5 separate regions of the Sus scrofa genome follow, and regions 1, 2, 4 and 5 are each linked to region 3. Evidence: chromatin contacts called from public Hi-C and HiChIP or PLAC-seq data. All regions are on one chromosome and are shown on one strand. Each heading gives the region's core, a stretch centred on a gene start, on an enhancer-like site or on the middle of the called end of the contact. The rest is flanking DNA. Distances are from core to core; before and after follow the strand shown. Region 1 overlaps CDC14A (dual specificity protein phosphatase CDC14A). Region 2 has its middle 20 kb from the start of GPR88. Region 3 has its middle 31 kb from the start of RTCA. Region 4 overlaps CDC14A (dual specificity protein phosphatase CDC14A). Region 5 overlaps CDC14A (dual specificity protein phosphatase CDC14A).

Evidence for each region. Hi-C and Micro-C count contacts between places; a contact is called where the count stands out from the background. HiChIP or PLAC-seq counts read pairs in DNA pulled down with a chosen protein or histone mark.
Region 1: a contact with region 3 is called in a Hi-C map of omental adipose tissue, with 4 times the contacts expected there. The contact joins two enhancer-like sites. A contact is called at or near these places in 34 of 47 Hi-C or Micro-C datasets (adipose tissue, alveolar macrophages, blood and 18 more) and 2 of 2 datasets of contacts at active chromatin or transcription factors (alveolar macrophages and skeletal muscle).
Region 2: an H3K27ac HiChIP or PLAC-seq map of alveolar macrophages shows a contact between it and region 3. The contact joins two enhancer-like sites. A contact is called at or near these places in 1 of 47 Hi-C or Micro-C datasets (skeletal muscle) and 1 of 2 datasets of contacts at active chromatin or transcription factors (alveolar macrophages).
Region 4: a contact with region 3 is called in an H3K27ac HiChIP or PLAC-seq map of alveolar macrophages. The contact joins two enhancer-like sites. A contact is called at or near these places in 1 of 47 Hi-C or Micro-C datasets (embryonic fibroblasts) and 1 of 2 datasets of contacts at active chromatin or transcription factors (alveolar macrophages).
Region 5: an H3K27ac HiChIP or PLAC-seq map of alveolar macrophages shows a contact between it and region 3. The contact joins two enhancer-like sites. A contact is called at or near these places in 1 of 47 Hi-C or Micro-C datasets (embryonic fibroblasts) and 1 of 2 datasets of contacts at active chromatin or transcription factors (alveolar macrophages).

What each region holds. Positions count from the first base shown.
Region 1 is chr4:117,699,992-117,703,578 of Sscrofa11.1, forward strand. CDC14A (dual specificity protein phosphatase CDC14A) reads right to left here. Exons shown (of 16, transcript XR_002343573.1): 9 at 982-1,212. Among named protein-coding and RNA genes, the nearest start is that of GPR88, 78 kb to the left of the region's middle. Within about 2 kb of position 2,075, at least 11 of the 83 cell types and tissues checked have an H3K27ac peak or open chromatin away from gene starts, as enhancers often do. A contact at or near this core is called in omental adipose tissue, where this site is marked.
Region 2 is chr4:117,602,131-117,606,019 of Sscrofa11.1, forward strand. No RefSeq gene overlaps it. Among named protein-coding and RNA genes, the nearest start is that of GPR88, 20 kb to the right of the region's middle. Within about 2 kb of position 2,536, at least 37 of the 83 cell types and tissues checked have an H3K27ac peak or open chromatin away from gene starts, as enhancers often do. A contact at or near this core is called in alveolar macrophages, where this site is marked.
Region 3 is chr4:117,843,220-117,846,897 of Sscrofa11.1, forward strand. No RefSeq gene overlaps it. Among named protein-coding and RNA genes, the nearest start is that of RTCA, 31 kb to the right of the region's middle. Within about 2 kb of position 2,147, at least 17 of the 83 cell types and tissues checked have an H3K27ac peak or open chromatin away from gene starts, as enhancers often do. A contact at or near this core is called in alveolar macrophages and omental adipose tissue, where this site is marked.
Region 4 is chr4:117,644,867-117,648,326 of Sscrofa11.1, forward strand. The region is part of intron 15 of CDC14A (dual specificity protein phosphatase CDC14A); the gene reads right to left. Among named protein-coding and RNA genes, the nearest start is that of GPR88, 23 kb to the left of the region's middle. Within about 2 kb of position 2,170, at least 7 of the 83 cell types and tissues checked have an H3K27ac peak or open chromatin away from gene starts, as enhancers often do. A contact at or near this core is called in alveolar macrophages, where this site is marked.
Region 5 is chr4:117,678,442-117,682,451 of Sscrofa11.1, forward strand. All of the region lies in intron 10 of CDC14A (dual specificity protein phosphatase CDC14A), which reads right to left. Among named protein-coding and RNA genes, the nearest start is that of GPR88, 57 kb to the left of the region's middle. Within about 2 kb of position 2,155, at least 4 of the 83 cell types and tissues checked have an H3K27ac peak or open chromatin away from gene starts, as enhancers often do. A contact at or near this core is called in alveolar macrophages, where this site is marked.

The sequences.
Region 1 (3,587 bases), core at 825-3,324, 140 kb before region 3:
CATCCACTATTTTTATTTGCTAAATCTGGCGCCCCTACACCTCCTATAATCTAAACCACCTCTATCCCAAAATACCCGCTCCTGGAGTTCCCGTTGTGGCGCAGTGGTTAACGAGTCCGACTAGGAACCATGAGGTTGCGGGTTGGATCCCTGACCTTGCTCAGTGGATTAAGGATCTGGCGTTGCCGTGAGCTGTGGTGTAGGTCGCAGACGTGGCTCGGATCCCGCGTTGCTGTGGCTCTGGCGTAGGCCGGTGGCTACAGCTCCGATTCGACCCCTAGCCTGGGAACCTCCATACGCCGCGGGAGCGGCCCAAGAAATGGCAAAAAGACACACACACACACACAAAACCCCACAAAATACCCACTCCCGGAGACCAGAGATGCATTCACATAGCTTAAGTCTTCCATTCAAGAGGCAGTAACACAACTGCGACAGGGAAGCTAGCGATGAGCGCAGTAGGCTGCGGTCCCCCAGCAATGAGCGGGAAAGACCCTGTCCCGCGATGCAAAAGACTAACAGGGGAGAGGAAACGCGGAAGGCGAAGTGGGGCTCCAGATAGACGGCGGGGTCATGAAGTAGGGGCATAGCGGCGGAGGGGGTGGGAAAAGGACCCACAATTTCAGAGCAGGGAGGGACGAGGGAACCAGCAACCCTTGCCTGGGGGCAAAGGTACAGACTTGGAGACGTTCCTGCCAGCCTACCGCCTGCTGCGGTGATTCCCTCCTCCTGGCGTCTGGGGTCGGCGAGCCCGAACTCGGGAAGGTAAGGCCGGAAAAACTGCCTTGTCCAGAAAGCCACTCCCCACCCACCGTCCACATCCAAGCAACCCGTTCTTTAGGAAGGGGTTACTTAAGGGGGCTTGCGTTCCAGTTTTCTGAAACCAAAAATGACTCTCCCCCCCCCAACCCCCTCAAGGCGCCAACTGGTTCTGCTTCCCTTTCAGAAACCCAGGACCCCAGGCCTTCTCCTCGCGCGCACCTTTGCAGTGAACCGCGATGGCCCCCTCGGTGTTCTCGCAGATGTTCAGGAACCTTCGCACGATGTTGTCGCTGGGTGTGCTGCCGTCGATGAAGAAGAGGTCGTAGTGCTCGAAGCCGGCGTCTGTGAAGCGCTTCGCCTCGTAGATCTTTTTGTTCAGCCTCACAACTGCAGTCACGTTATGCTTTTTGAAATAAGGAAAGTAGGCCTCGGGGGCGTGAAGCGGATAACCTAAAGGAGAGAGAGAAGCTGTGAGCCGGAGGGACGCATTTCATCTTAGGAACCCCAACACCCTTCGCAGGGAAGATCCTTCATCTCAACAGAGATCGGGAGCAAAGCGATTTCATGAGTGAGGTGGGCCCAGCAGTCTGAATAACGGAGAGAAACACCTAGGAAGGAAAGAAACCTTCTCCAACTGGAAAAAGCTCTGAATGCTGGGGAGCGCACTCCACCTTAACCGAAGCAGGCCTCTGGAGGCGCTCGGATGTGCACAGTAGGCTCGGAATAACTCTTTGTGCTTTTGGCTCCTCTTGACAAACACCTGTGAACTATGGTGAAAGCCTTTTTGCCAGACCTGCAGTTTTCATCCACAGCGCAACCCCTGCAACAGACTGCTTCCTGAGCACCTGCCATGCACAAGTCACAAGGGCAGATAATTCCCTTTAATTCTCAAAACAACCTATTAAGAAAAAAATTGTAAACCCCATGTAACAGATTACAAAACTACATGAGGTGAAGTTAGCATCTTTTTTTGTAGACCTTTTCTGTTTGGAGAACAGATGCTCAGCCTCCAACCCCCTTCTAAGGTGAGTGGGTTCAGCATCTGGTGAGTGTTCCTGGGAGCAGCAGTCGGCTGGGTTACAAACAGTTGGGCCGCCAACCAAGGTGACCAGTGGGCACTTTGCCTTGCTGGGCAGCCCCAGGGGTTAAGGGGACTAATTTCTCAGCGCACTGATTACACTGGAACTCATCCATGGTACTGGGCTCTAAGCCAGGTAGGCAGCAGCAGCCAGTAAAGTGAACCAGCAGTTTCTGTACTGTGTCCCTGGCTGAATTTTCCACGGCCTCGGATCTTGCCCTTGCTGGTCATTTCCCACCTTCTCTCAGGTCAAGCCAGCTCTCAGCTGCCTCGGCTGGGCTGCATGTATTACACTTCCCCAGCTACCTTTCCCACTGGCTTCCTGTCAGAGGGAAAAGTGAGAGGCCCTGAAGCACAAGCTGAGCAACTAGAGGCCGAGGGAGGGAGAAGGGGGGTCTCCTGTCCTCCTGCCAGCAAGGCTTTAGTGGCAGAAGGGAGGACACTCCCAGCACCAGCCTACAGCCCAGCATCAGGCTCTCCTGCCAAATGCAAGCCCAGCCCCCAGATGCAAGCACCAGCCTTCAGGCTCCCAGCACCCGCCCAGCTCCCTGGGTCTGGGAACCCCACGTTTTCTTTTCTGTCCCCTCAGCCTTAAAGGCAATAGCTATTTCTTCCTTAATATGCTGGATTTTTTGTGGGGTTTCGTTTTTGTTTTTGTTTTTTTCAGTTACCCTTTTACTTTTTAGCCTTCTCTCTGACAAATTCCTTATACTGCATTCCCTCTGTTCGAAATTAAGTAGCTTCCATTTCAGGCTGGATCCTACTGATACACGAGCTCTCTCAGATCCTGTTCATTTTCTAAACCTCATTCTCCAGCCTCCCCTTGAAGGCTGTGAGCTCCCCAATACAATTCCAGTATGCCTTTTGGGTTCCGTTGATGAGAATTGGTTCCGCTGCCTGCAACACAGAGCCCTAACTGGCCAAGGTCACACAATGACTGGAGGCAGAATGAGCAGACTGGCCTAACCGATCCACAGTACAGCTATGCTATTTTCACAAGCCATGCTGCTTTGGAGCAAACAGGTAATATGAAGCTCATTCACGATGTTCTGCACAGAAACAGTGACTTATACACATTTAGAGAAAACATGCCTTTCAACTTGGAAAAATTCAAATCTGTTTTCTTAGTTGGTTTATTTGCTCAAATCATTTTACAGCCTAAAGGGGAAAATAACTGAGGCTGGCATAAGGAAACAGGAGCTTCTCTATCATGGGAGAAATGGAAGGAGAGGACCCATAATACGTGGCACGGGACCTTCTCCTGGTGTGACAGGCTGACAAGTGCTTCTGACCCTGGGTTCCTAGCATACCTGGCACCTCTGTGGCGACTCCCATGAAATGTGCTCACAGTTCATTGGGTGTCTGTCCCCTCCCCTCCTCCACCAAGGCTGTAAGAACTTCTCTTCATATTTGAGTTTCCATCAGCAGTAAATGGCATTACAAATAATACACTCAAATCAACTATCAAGAGAAACCGTGTCTGTCTTTTGAGAAAAGAACCCTGAACAGTTATCCAAATATGGCAGTGGGGCATTGAAATAGTAACAATAACAATAATAATCACTCTAACATTTACCGAAGTGCTTACTTTGTGCCAGGTACTAAGCTTAGTGCTTCATGAATATTATCTCATTCAGCCTTACAATGGCTCAGTCCCTGTTGCCTGCGAAAGGGGACTGGCCCCTGCACACACTGCTGGGAAGAGAGAGAGGCAGCATTTGAACATTGGCAGTCAGATTCCAGGGCT
Region 2 (3,889 bases), core at 1,286-3,785, 240 kb before region 3:
GTTTGTCCTTTCAGGGCCACACCCATGGGATGTGGAAGTTCCCAGGCTAGGGGTCGAATCAGGGCTGCAGCTGCTTAGGCCACAGTCACAGAAGCGCAGGATCAGAGGCACATCTGTAACCTACACCACAGCTCACGGCAACGCCAGATCCTTAACCCACTGAGCAAGGCCAGGGATCCAACCCACGTCCTCATGGATGCTAAGCCGCTTTGTTACCACTGAGCCACAATGGGGACTCCTTAGGTCATTAGTTTTAATCAACAATCTTTTGCCTGATACTACCCACAGGCGAAAATAACCAAGTGACAATCATAATAAAGATTTGGCTAACAACTTGGTGAATTTATAAAAGCCATCCAGTGTCTTCTTAAAAAAAAAAAAATGAAAAAACTAAAAAAGCAGCTTCCTGGAATCCACAAGCCCTCTATTTATTGCAGTTCGAAATCCCTTGGTTTCCTTTTGTCTCATTCCAAAATGCAAGGCCCTTCACCCAGTTGAGCGATGTTATTTTAAAGGCTGAACTTTGCGTGCTCAGCAGTCTTGCCCGAGAATCAGGAACAGACTGTTCCACAGAAGTCCCTGGCACTTCACCCTCCAAACCAACAAGGGGCTTGGGATCACGGACCCATCAAGGAGGGAAGGGCCCAGAGAGCCACAGAGGCAGCACAGTCCTACCTACTGTCTTTCTTCACCACAGGGCTTTCTCTCCAGAGTGTCTGCCTTTCAAATCCCTGATTTACGTCAGAGAAAAAAAACCCACATTTTTAAGTTCTATTTGTCTATTTCTTCCTCCCAAACAGAGATTAAACATCGGTTCAACACAGTAGGAGACATGGGAGGGGTGGATAGCAAGGCCCAGGGAGGGGTAGGGGCGAGGAGGCAGGGGTGAGGTAAGAGGAGGAGCCAGGATCCAGGAGGAAGCGTAGAGATTATTTTGAACAAGCCTAGAATCTATAAATCTAGGAATTCAGGCTCCCTCGAGTGATATAGTTATTATATCTAGAGGCATTGCACAGGGTTGAAGCCTTGTGGTTACTACAGATGCCATCCAGGGTTTAGAGCGTTTACTAGTCATTCTCTTCCATTCCCTCCTTGTGGCCTGGCCCCCAGCTCTTCTTGGCCAGCCTTCTTGGAACCCCCAGACTCTCTCCTCCTCTCCTCCCCTTTTCCTGTTCAACGCCATCCTTGCATTCCTATCACATGCCTGGTGTGGCGGGGGTGGGGGTGGGGGGGTTGGGTCGGGGTCGGGGTCGGGAGGTGGGGCGGGGTCCCGCCTCACTTCATTGTTTCATTCCACCTGTCGGCCTCACAAAACTCGCCCTATATTCCTCATGGCTCTATGGGCCTGTTTGAATTTCAGATAAATATGTGATTTTACACATACAGTATTTTACACAATGGTTCCAGTCCACAGGAAATCTGCCCTCAATAGCAACTATGTTTTTAAGGAAAAGACTCATATTTCTATAGATCACCTCTGGATTTAGCCCTGGACCCATTGGCAGGTTTTAGGAGCAGAAATTCTCCCACAAGAAAGTCTGAAAGATGGTCCTAGCTTTGTACACTCATAGAGGTCAAACAACGTCAAAGCCAGGTCACCACACGGCCATTTGTATTATTGACAAGAGTTTAACAATCACACAATGGAAGTCATACAGAGATTAGGTTCCGAAAGAGTGCAAGTTAATTAGCAGATAATAGATCCGTAACAGGATATGAAAAAAAAAGAAAAGAGGTTAAGGATCCGGCGTTGCCGTGAGCTGTGGTGTCGCTTTCAGGCACGGCTCTGATCCTGTGTGGCTGTAGCTGTGGTGTAGACTGGTGGCCACAGCTCCAATTTGACCCCTAGCCTGGGAACGTCCATATGCTGCAAGTGCAGCCCTAAAAAAGCCAACAAACAAACAAAACCCAACTAAAAAAAAAAAAAGGACCAAAAAAAGAAAAGAAAAATGTTATACTTCATCTAGATAAATAACGTCTTATTTATTTATTCTAAATAGATATCTGATAATCACTTTAATGGATTCTGCAGGTGAAAATTCCAAAACACAATGTCTCCCCTTTAAAAACACTTGAGAACGTTACTTTTACTCACATGATAAAATTCAACAAAATCATAGTCATGTGCATGAAATCTCACATGTCTATAGGCAGCAGTAAAAAGTCATCATTTCTATATTAGAGGAAGTGAGTGTTCTTAAATCCCAGCAGATCTGGTATAGGAAATTGCTCAATCTGCTTTAATCTAGGACAGCCTCTGTGTGTGTGTGTATGTGGGGTGTGTGTGTGTGCAGCGATCTTCTATCCTTTGTTCAGAGGTCCTTCCTCTGCACAGCGAATCTGACTAACCTCCTACATTCTTCAAAGCTACAAGCTAATGTCTATTTTTATACACCAGTAAACGCACAAGTTTTTTCTCCCTAAAGTGTGAAGATTAGTAGAGGCACTTTGCTGCCAAGGCTGCATGTAAAACAAGTCTTGTGATACACAGCACATTTGGGGGGAAATTATTAAGGAGAGTATGGCTACCTTTGAAATCAAAAAAAAAAAAAAGGGAAGTAAACTGTTTCTCCCTCCAAGGGACAGATCTGGAGCCTCTCCTACTACTATCTCAAATAACCTACTTGCAAATTTCAAAACAAAAGACACAAGGAAATTACAGACTGTCACTTTTATTTACAACTTCCTTCCAATGAGAGGCTGTACTTACAGGGCTACATCTGCAACTAATTTGTGTGGGATGGACTCAGAGGGGTGGCCAGGCAGCTGGCACATTGCTGCCAGATCAGCGGATGCCACAGCCTCTAATAGGTATGTGACCTTGGTCAAGTAACCCAAGGCATCTACCTGAAGGAAGCGATGGTGCAGAAGATGGGGGGCGCTGGGAGAGAAGCAGGGAAGAGGAGAAAATTGTGCAAATACATTTGGAAAAACACAAAGTGCAATTGAAACTCCAGTCTTAATCAAAAACAGTAACGGGCTCTGCGAAATACCCACAAAGCCCTGCTAAAAATAGGTGAAGTTCATCCAGAGTTCAACTCTTCTCAAAATTACTTTTACTTCCCAGTTTAGGCCTATCAAAGCTGCCATGAAGCCCTTAGTTTTTTAAGTTAGAAAACAAACTGTCCATGCAGACGAATCAGCATGTGCTTGCATCACAAAATGAAACCAGGAGTGAAAGAAACTTGACAAATCTTTCCTCACCATTTTACCGAAGCGCCCTGAGCCCTGAGTTTGGAGTCGGCAAAACATGAATTGGAACTTATTAGCATCTTGACAACCTCACCGAGCTTCGAAGTTCTTAACCTTTAACGTGGATTATGCGTCATAGGCCCTTATACTGCCTGGAATGGAAACAATTCAAAACTGCTTTCTTTCCACTGTGACATGACTGATTCAGATCATGTGTAAATCTGGAAATCCTCTCTATGGTCAGACTTGGGCTGAAGGGGAACCCTAGATGCTTCCCACTGACCCACAGCATGTGAAAGCGAGGAAAGTGTCTAATTTGGAAACCAAATGTCTTTGAGAAGAGTAATCCAGATGTAAACTGAAATCCCCGCTGGCCTCTGAAATTGATGTGAAACTGAGGAGCCCTCCCCTCTTTCAGGGGGAAGTTCCCAGTTGCTCTACCTAGGAGTCCTCAAAATCTCAGCGGCTTGTGTTTTTGTCTGAGTCTGCTTCCACCACACATGGAAATTCACCTGAGGTTTGCCTCCTCTTCTCCTCCCCACCCCTCCCAGTGAAGCCACCCACACTCCCCCATTCATGGGGTTCTTCAACCAAACCAGTTGTAAACAGTGGATGGGAAACGTTAGGAAGGTTTGAAGTGGCAGAAAATTTTTACAATGACAAATGCAATTGAATGGACACTATGAGGCTTCCTGTA
Region 3 (3,678 bases), core at 897-3,396:
AGGGGTCACCCACGTGGGCTCCTTTTGAAAATATACAGATTCCTGTGTCCCACTCAGAATTAATATTTCCAGGTAGGAGCGGTGGACTGGGAGTTTTCATCTTTATAAGCCTCCGGAGGCTTATAAACACTGAAGTTTGAGAACCACTGAGATTACACAGAAATGTCATTGAGATTGCAACAGTCTTTGCCTGAAAATAACAGAACTGAAATTATGATTAAAATAGAGTAGCCAAGTAATTCTTCCTTAGTCAGGAAACTGAACTTTTTTAGGAGTGTAGTTTAAAAACTATGTTCAATTACCTTCATGATTTAATGTATTCCAGATACATGATAATGTGGAAAATAGAGGAAAATGGAAAGAAATAGCAATTCCCATTAGACAGCTACTTTTAACATTTTGATATATACCTTCCTACATTTTTTCCCAAGAAAGCTGCCTTTGCCTAACATAAGGATGACTTAGAAATACGTGCCTTAGAAGTAACATTGGGTCAAACCTGCGTTAGTACAAGCAGTCACACTGACAGAAGCACTGTACTCAGGGAAGGCAAATCTATACCCTCAGGTTCTTTCCAGGGAGGACACCTGCTGCCTCCTCCATGGTGACCAACCTGCCATGAGGTATTCTTCCCGTCTTGTTGAGGGAAAAGTGCTATGTAGAGGGGCCAGCGCCAGTCTCTGCTGTGGGCAGGCCAGGCGCTCAGCAGTAAGAACACCCAGATCAGCCTGGGAGAGGGAGGGCCGTGCTGCTGGGCCTGCACAGGCCCCCTCACTCCCACCACTGTGGCCGCTGAGCAAGCATGAAGGTAACTGCAGAGGAGGCTGACTGGCAAACCACAGAGCAGTTTACTTCTGTCCACTTGTTTACTGCAAGTATCCTCTACATGGATGCCTTCTGCGGTGTTGTGAGATGTACATTTTTTTCAAACTCTATGTTCATTCTGCAAGTTTCACCCACATACCTCTTCCCCATCTTCTGTCACCAATCTGACAAAACTGCTTTTCTTTTTCTTTACTTTTCTTTCTTTCTTCTTTTTTTTTTCCTTTGCTTTTTAGGGCCGCACCTGTGGCATATGGAGGTTTCCAGGCTAGGGGTTGAATCAGAGCTGCAGCTGCCGGCCTATGCCACAGCCAGAGCCATGAGATCTGAGCCTCGCCTGCGACCTATACCAAAGCTCACAGCAACGCTGGATCCTTAACCCACTGATTGAGGCCAGGGATTAAACCCGTGTCCTCATAATTCCAAGTAATTCTTCCTTAGTCAGGAAACTGAACTAAGCCACAAAAGGAACTCCCCAAACTGTTTTTCTTTCAAGTCCCCAACTTTCAGACAAACTGCCAGTCACTGCCTATGAATCAGCAAATTTGCACTCTGACCATCTCTCAATCCAGACAGAGTGGACAAAATGCTCAAGGTTCTACTCACTGAGAGGATTTTTCATCACAACCACCTCACAGGCCCATCCCTGGGCATGGCTGTAATGCTGCAGCCATCTTCCAGGCGGTGCCAACACACTGGGAAAACCATCGACGAACTAGGCCGTGGCTTTTTCTTCCTCAGTCAGATACTTATGACTTCAGGAGTTGCTTCCACTTAATCTTACTCACATCATTTCCACCTCATGTTGGATTGCTGATACCTTCAACCGATCTAATATCTTGGTGGATGAGAAAACATCCAGTTCATCAGGGGATACTCAAGTCATCTGGTCTCTAGATGTCCCAGATCAAAGTTTGTCTCTATCAGGATCCAGGAGCAAACCAAGAGCTGTTTCTGAAAAGAAGAGCTACCTATTCCAAAATCCACTAGGTCTGTGCTTCTGTTGTAGCCAGCCTCTAAAATGGTTCCCAATGATCCCCACTCCTGCTGCTCAAGCCTTGAGTCATCTCACCCCCTTGGGTATGAACTGGACTAGTGCTTCCTCCTAGTTAACAGAATAAGGCAGAAATAATGGAATATCACTTGCGATTAAGTTATAAAGACTGGTTTCCACTTTGGGCTCTCTCTCTTAGCTGCCTTGCTGTGAGAAGCCCTACAAAAGGGCGAGTTTATCAGCCTGGAAGGAACTGAATACAGCCTGCCAACAACTATGAGTGAGGTAGGAAGTGGATTCTTCAAGCCCATTCAAGGCTAGAGATGACTGTAGCTCCACCCAGTGGGACTCCACTGCAACTTCAAGAGATGCCATGAGCCAGCACCACCCAGCTAAGCTGGTCCTGTATTCTTGACCAACAGAAACTGTGAAATGTTTGTTGTTTTAAGCTGCTAGGTTGTGAAGCAACCTGTTATGCAACAACAGATAAATAAAAAGACTATCTGCGGACTTACGTTTGTTCTACACAATACTGGTTCTGACCAAAGAATTCATTTCTCAGCTAAAAAAAGGTGCCAGTGAGCTTATGCCCACGGAGTTTACAGGTCTTGTTACTTGAATGAAAAATATTGCCTGCCATATCAGTAAACAAAGGACATTGCAGCCACCAGGCCATCACATTACAGCCACCCCACAGTGAGCCCTGAGGGAACTCAGGATAGAAATGAGATGCCTGCTATCAGGAGGCTGGCCCCAGGTAGCTGAGGTGCAGATCAAAGGAATGATTTCCGTGAGCCCAGATCCCTGCATCTTCCGTAACACAGAACAGCACTAATTTCCTTGAGATACCCGGTTTTCTTTAATTAACAGTAATCTTTTGAAGTTCCAACTACCTGGTCTTTGTTGCAAAAACTCCTATATATCCTGGTTCCCCGCCTGCCTCCTTGGAGCAGTCCTTCAGAGCAATCGGAGATTCCTGCCTCCTGGGCTTGAAGTCCTTAGAAAGCCACCAAATAAAACAATTTTTGGGGGGAGGGGACATGCCCACAGCATGTAGAAGTTCCTCAGATAGGGGTCAAAACCCTGACACAGCAATGACCTAAGCTGCTACAGTGACAATGCCAGATCCTTAACCTGCTGCACCACAAGAGAACGCCAAAACATAATTCTTAACTATTAGGGTTTTTTTGTTCTTGTTTTTTTTCAATCAACATCAAATACTTTTGATATCCCTCCTAAAGTAGCAGAGCTGATAAAACAGTCAACACAGCTGTCAGGATACAACACATTGAACACCTGAATGGCTAGGGCACCATTCTGTAGGATGTGTGCTCTTCTCAGGATCAGAAACTAAAGTAGGGAACTCATTTCTTCCACAGCCAGAATACATGGATCAAGGGGTAGAAGTGGGAGAGGTTCTTCCACCATAATAGCTCATTACAATCCCTCAAATTTTTGTTTTCCATCCTTGCAAGTTTGATTGCTGTTGGTTTAGAGGTTTTAATACCAAGGGCCGAATGCTCCCACCAGAGATCATGACCACAGCTCCAATGAACTGGAAGATGAGACTTCCACCAGCTAGACTGAGCTTCTCCTGCTACTGAAATAACAAAGAAAGGATCATTGTTTTCCCTGGGGCAATTGCTCCCAATTACTAAGGGTAAACTGAGTGGCTGCTGTAACACTGGAGGCAGGGAGGATTATGTCTGGAGCCCCAGGCAGTCTCTGAGTACTCCCAGATCTGGCAGTACTAGCTAAGGCAAAGCTATAGCCACACATTAAAGACAGACCACTAAGAACAGTCCTAGGAGATTCAGGGATTTTCCAATGCTTTAAATTGATACAATAATAGAAAAATATAA
Region 4 (3,460 bases), core at 920-3,419, 200 kb before region 3:
AGAGAAGGGGAGAGTTAAATTATTCCTGAAAAAATTCTCAGTAGAACTCGGGGCCTGATTAACTGGCCCTGGTTGGAGGAGTTGTGGTCATGAAGAATGTGAAAAGGTTGTGTAACAGCCAATGTGGGGAAGAGAAAGGGAGCCAGAATGGGGTAAGCAGACTAATTATGAGCCCTGAAGGGGCAGCATGAATTAGGAATTCACTTGAACTGGAGTCAGTGGGCTAAGTCATGGAATTTTTCTCCAACGGACCTTAGGAGAGCCACTAGGAACAGACAAGAGATGGTTGAACTGATCTAATTTTGGACACTAGGTATAAAGCGACTGCAGAAAAAAGGTCAAGTGACGCAGAGAATGTTGGAAAGAGGAAATAGAAATGACTATGTGGGAGTTCCTGTCGTGGCGCAGAGGTCAACGAATCCAACTGGGAACCATGAGGTTGCGGGTTCGGTCCCTGCCCTTGCTCAGTGGGTTAACAATCCGGCGTTGCCGTGAGCTCTGGTGTAGGCTGGCGGCTACAGCTCCGATGCGACCCCTAGCCGGGGAGCCTCCATATGCCGCGGGAGTGGCCCAAAGAAATAGCAAAAAGCCAAAAAAAAAAACCAAAAAAAAAAGAAATGACTATGTGGGCTATGGAAGGAAGTAAACTGAGAGCAGTGGGGAAACAGGCAGGGGTCCCAAAGAGGTCACGGAAAAGGCTTAGGTTAGGGGATAAGTGTCTCAGAGAAGCTTTACAGAATTGAAGATATCAGAAGCACAATAAGAAGGTCTATGAAATGGATCTCCAAGGGAACAAAAATAAAGATCACTGGAGTTAAGGACGTTTAAAATGCGGTAGCTATGAAACTCTGGGTAAGTCGCTGGCCTCTCTGGGTTTTGATATCCTCCTCTGTGAAATGATGTGGGTTAAATAAGTAAGACGATGGATAGATATTGCACCTAACACGGTGTGTGGCGCATAATAAGTGCAGCATAATAAATCACTGATGGTGATAATGCTCCTGATTAGAAAATATGACAGTTCGTTGATAGCTCAAAGGTAAAGCCAAAGTCCTCAAGAAACCATACCTCAATATGATAGTACGAGGAAGCAGAGTCTTTGGGAGGGAATCAGTCACGAGAGTGGAGACTTCAGGAAGGGGATTAATTTTCTTTTCAAAGGGACCCAGAGAGAGCTCTTTCACCCTCGTACAGCCATGTGAGGGTACAACGAGAGGATGGCAGTGTGTAACCCAGAAGACAGCCTTCACCTGAACCCAATCTTGCTGACACCTAATCTCTAACTTCCAGCCTCCAGAGTTGTGAGAAAGGAATTTGTTGCTTATAAGCTATTCGATTAGGGTATTTTGTTATAGAAGCTGCGCTCATTAAGACACTGCTTTCTTTTTAATTTTTTTAAGGTTTTTTTTTTCATTATAGCTGGTTTACAGTGTCCTGTCAATTTTCTACTGCACAGCGTGTTGACCCCATTACACATACATGTGTAGATTCATCAGAAGTGATTAGACATAGTTCCCAGGGAGACACTACTTTTTTATATCCTTCCTTTCCATTATAAAAACTTCTAATCAGAGACCAAACCTGAGGATGATGAAAGCCAACACAGGCAATGATCTCATTAATATCACAGGAGGCCGAAGGACTCATAATGGTTTGACCAAGAGAGGGAAACATCTGCTTCTATGGATAAAACAGTTCTCTCCCAAAACATAGCAGCCATGTGAGTTTAGACATTCAACATCAAGCAGAGCCTTGAGACATTTACCAAAGACTTCTTCCATTAGGGCAAATCCAGTGACATTACAACAATGTGCATGGGGTTGGTTTGCACACGCATGCACACCCGCATGTGTGCGTCTGTGTGTAAAATGCGGCTGCAATAAAAACATGCCTTTCTGGGTTAAATGTCCACACACACATACACATATACACAGTACATTTCAACTTTTTTTAAGAAATAAATGACCTACTCGATGTTAGAAAAGACGACCGTATGGAATAAATAAGCAATAGTCAAATAAGGAAGCAGTGTCCAACACTAGACGCCATAAAGATAAAAATAAGATGCCATGGCTTCTAACCTCAAGTTTACCAACCAATTCAGCGAGGTCCAAGGCCTACGCCCACTAGACAGATGACACTCAGTACAAAACAGAAATGAGGAAGACCAGTACAGACAGGATGATTGCAGAAGAAGTCATGATTGCTATAGTCGGGTGAAGTTAAGGAAGCCTTCACGGAGAAGGAGATAGGATTTAGGGCAACTTCTGATGGGAAGGAGTCTGAGAAGCAGAGGTGAACCGGATGGGGAGCACAGCATGTAAGGAAAGGATGGAGGCCTTTGGATCAGGGCACAGCCAAACACTTAAGAAGCTCCATATGGAAGAAGCAGGAGGCTCCTGCCAAGGAGGGAAGAGAAATGAGTTTGAAATGAGGGCTGGGAGAAGGCTCCAAAAGGTTCTGAAGGTTAGCCGCAGAGACTGAATCTAGTTCATGTGAAGACGGAGCTGAAAGTTATGTTCCAAACGACCCCTTCCGTGTATAAATCAAACATTTTTAAAATGTGAGGAAGATAAGACAAAACAGGACACGAAAGTAAGATCGCCACTTTTATGACCCAGAAACAAATTAAGACAGTGGCAGGCCGCTGGCTAGAGAGTTGCAAGCTGCTAGAGGTGGGCAGGTGTCCTGTTCCTGGGGGATACACAGGCCAAAAGCTGCCAGGCCTGAAACCAGGGCTGGGGTCAGCCTCCCCATCTGTGAAAGGGGCCAAGCAAAGCCGCAACCACTGCCTGGGGCCAAGGTTTGTGTGGAGCTGCATCCCTGCCTGAGAAGCCAGCCTGCCAAGCTCAGTGAAGGAGGAGAGCCTGGGTCATTAAGATCTATTTCTAGACAGGAAGACCTAGGGGGTCAAGTGCAGCCAAGAAGCAAGCCAGTAGATGAGGAGACGAAAACTCAGAGGGAGGGGAGAGAAACCAAAAACTCCCATCCAGCACAAAGCTACAAATGGAAATTCCAAAACACACAAGGAACATGAACACCAAGAGAACTGAGGAACCCTGCAACCAAGAGATGGATTCTCACAGGCTGAAATAACAGGTGAAAAAACAAAGCAATCTGAAAACAATGTATCATCTGAGATTCTCAGGATGAGAAAATGAATACCCATGAAAAGAATAACAATTTATGAAACACAATAGGCAGGTCCAAATGAAAATAGACAGCTGTCATAAAGAATGAATTATAAATGTTGGAAATGAAAGACATGGCTATTGAAATCAAAAGGCCCATGGCAGAATGGACACAGTTAAAAGAGAATTAGTGAATTGGAAAATAATAGGAAGAACTCAATCAGAACACAGCCAGAGAAATAGGAATCTTAAAAGAGAAGGCAAGAATACTGAGGGCAGACTGAAAGGCTTCTACATAAGTCTAGGGGGATTGCAAAAGGAAAGAGCAG
Region 5 (4,010 bases), core at 905-3,404, 160 kb before region 3:
CAGGTTCAATCTCTGGCCTTGCTCAGTAGGTTAAGGATCTGGGCATTGCCGTGAGCTGTGGTGTAGGTTGCAGACGCAGCTTGGATCCTGTGTTGCTGTGGCTCTGGCATAGGCTGGTGGCTACAGCTCCGATTAGACCCCTAGGCTGGGAACCTCCATGTGTCATGGGTGCGGCCCTAGAAAAGGTAAAAAGACAAAAAAAAAAAAAATGTTGTGGTACATATACACAATGGAATACTATTCATCCATAAAAAAGATCAAAATAATATCATGCACAGCAACATGGATGCAACTGGAGCTTATCATTCTAACTGCAGTAAGTCAGAAAGAGAAGGACAAATACGATATGATACCACTTACACATGGAATCTAAAATATGGCACAAATGAACCTTTCTATGAAATAAAAACAGACTCATGGACAAGAATAGACTTGTGTTTGCCAAGGGGAAGGGGGTTGGGGGATGACGGACTGGGAGGCTGGGGTTAGCAGATGCAAGCCGTTATACGTGGAGGGAATAAACAACGAGGTCCCACTGTACAGCACCCAGAACTACATTCAATGTCCTATGATAAACCAAACAGAAAGGGGTATTTTTAAAAGAGTTTACTGAATCACTTTGCTGTACAGCAGAATTTAATACAATACTGTAAATCAACTGTACTTCGATTAAAAAAAAAAAAAGACTTCCTAAGTCTTTTTTAAAACCCTGCTTTTAAAATTCCTCTAAACAACATCAAGTCAGTTGCATTGTTAAAGACAGTCCCGGTTTTAAATTCCAGACGCAATGCTGTCATTGTGCCGCGTCTTCTCCTGCGGCTGACCTCTTCTCCCTCACTTCCTTGACTGTAAGTAATCCCATCTCCACACCACCCTAACTCCCCCTCTTCATCACTTCTTCCATCCTTGACACATATTTTTCTAGTATGACCCAACCCTGACCCCAGTATCCTCCCAAAGCCACCGTTTGGTCATTTTGTACAGAAGCCCAACCAACTCTAGCTCGACCTGGAGCTGTGACTTGAGCCCCACTCTGCCCTGTGTGTCTCCTACTCCACCTCCCCAGGGCTATTACGGAAGCAGAGTCGTTCCTGATTTAAAGAATTGGGCTAATGAAATGGTCTAACCTGATATCAAAGGAAGACAGCCTAGAAACCAGGACCCAAGATTCAGGGGGTGAGAAGGAGACAAGAATTCAAGGAGTTCTACCGTTGCGTTGTACACGTGGAAGATTTAATAGGATGATGGTTGGAAAGAATATCTGAGGGTGTAGGGGGAAGTTCTTAATTTTTTTCTCTTCTGAAACACAGGAGAGAAAAAAATTAGGAAATTCTCAAAAAGATTCAATGTAGCTAATTCTCATTTAGGGATAGAGCCCCATAAATGGGAGCTTGATCGCTGGAATCATGCCGTGATACAAACTGTGTAAACTAATGCTTTACGGCTTACATTCTTCTTTCCAACTCGAATGCTTTTCCATAGGAAATGAAACAAACAAAAAACACTCCGTTTTCTATCTTAAGTAATTGAGTATTTTGAGATAAATTTCTGATGCCACCATTGCCAAAAATTCTTACATATACCTTATCCTTTTAACTTAAACTCCTACTAGAATTTTCTTTTTCTTAGCCAAAAGATTCAATGCCAACCGAGAGTCAATAAATAGATCAAATGATGCGGCACTAAATATTGAAAAGCAGTATAACTGAGTGTTTCTGCAGAAATGTGGCTGTCAAACAGTGCAAATTCAAACCTATGCAATGAGCTTATTTTAATAAACAAATCACAGTATCATCTATTACTATTCTAAATTCTTCTGGTGGCCACATTTCAGACTCTAAATTCTGTATGTTAAGAAAGACAAGTTCTTAAATCTTAAAAAAAAGATTACTTAAAAAAAAATTAATCCACATCCTTTGGCCTGCCTAGCCCATGTAACTTAAAAGAAATACTACAAATAAAAACAATAGGAATCAATTATAATTGAAAACTCAAGCTGTTAGACATTTTAAGCACATTTCCATTTTCTTGAACGGGTTTTCTTCATCTTATTTTTGGTGATTTCCTGAAATAAAAAGCAGTGGTTGTGCTATTCATTTCTGATATTGCTCAATCCAATTGCAAAACTGACCAATGCACAAGCACCAAATGTGGTGTAAGCTGATGTCTGTGAGTAAAAATGAGCCACAGATCCTTGCTACACAATGTGGTTGGTGGACCAGGGGCATCTCATCACGTGGGAGCCTGATAGAAAGACAGAATCCCAGGTCCCACCCCAGACCCCTGAACCAGAAACTGCATCCCACAAGATCCCAAAGGAATGTTACACACTTTAATATTTGAGAAGTACTACAGACAACTGAAGGCTTACAGCTAAATTATGACCCTGAAAAATATCCAACTAATTGGAAGTCATGAAAATATCTACGGGAATAAAGCAAAATGGGGCAATCTCTGATTTATGGATTTAGGATAAGAGTTTGGCCACAACATCGCTTCCTTAAAGTTAACTTCATTCAAAGTGGAAGCTCTACTTTGTAAAGACAGAACTCCCTGCCAGATCCAGATGAAACCTTTATTTGAATTCTCTCTCTCCCAGAAGGAAATTAAATATAAAAACGACAACAACAGAGTTCCCGCATGCTCAGCGGAAACAAATCTGACTAGAATCCATGAGGACGAAGGTTCAATACCTGACCTAGCTCAGCGGGTTAAGGATCTGGCGTTGCCATAAGCTGTGTGTGGTGTAGGTCACAGGTGCGGCTTGGAGCTGACGTTGCTGTGGCTGTGGCCTAGGCCAGTGGCTACGGCTCTGAGTCAACCCGTAGCCTAGGAACCTCCATATGCCACTGGTGCGGCACTAAAAAGACAAAAAGACAGAAAACAAAAAACCAAACATCATATCTCTGTGGTGACAGGATCTCTTTGGCCAAAAGTCCCCATGGGAACTTAATAGCTGTCCCTCAAGGATCCCCTCCAAAAACAAAAGCTTCAATGGTACAGGATCCAGAGGTCAGCAGAGCATCACCCAATCAATGGTCAATAAAACAAATGAAACAAATCCTAAAAGCAGCCCAATCCATCCATCTATCTCTATAGGCTCTCCCTGAGAAGGATGCAGTTAAAAGGCTCAGTAATAAAAGAATCATGTTTGTGCAGCATTTTAAGAACTTTGAGGATATTTGGTAGAAGACACACTTTGGGTGCAGAATGGTATTTTTAGCTTAAGAATATAAGCTTTATTTTACATAGAAGAAAAACACTTGATGGTTGTTTGCAAATAGCTGTATTTATATCCTAGAAAAAAATTAAATATAAAATTTCAGGCCATAACAAAAGAGAGGTCTTGATCTGCCAAAACATAAATTCCTCAGCCCACAAGGATGCTAACAAACATCTCTCTTTATTCCTGGTGACATAAGAGGAAGGTGTCTTCAAGGCATAGAAATCAACACCTGGACATATTTTGCTGTTCAAGGACTAGCAGGATGTGACAAACCAGCTTTCCTAAAGTCACAGATTGAGATTTAACCTTACCTCAAAAGCACTGATTGGATTTTTTCACTTCTGAAAGAATACGATCCCTCTCACTTGTTCAGTTATTTTCGACAGATGAAAACCTATTACAAAACTTTTTAATCCTCTTCTTTCTTTCCTAATGAATGTGTTACTTATTCATGCTTCTGCGTCATCATTGACATCATGCTCTTCATTTCTCATATCATTAGTCAGACTTCAAAGCTCTTCATCTCTCATATCATTAGTCAGTCTTCAAAGCCTGATTTATTCCCGTGAAATGCCCCGGTGCCCATCTCTAACTCTTCGGTCTAACTTCCATCCCCTTTGACGAGTCCCCATCCCCTAGGTTTTAATAGCCTCCTTTTCAGCCCCTCTGACTCCAGTCTCCCTCCATCCCATCCATCTTACCCATTGCTGCTGCCCAATCTTCCTTACATAACATCAATCACAGGACTCTACTACATCAAATACTCCAAAGTAGAAATACGATG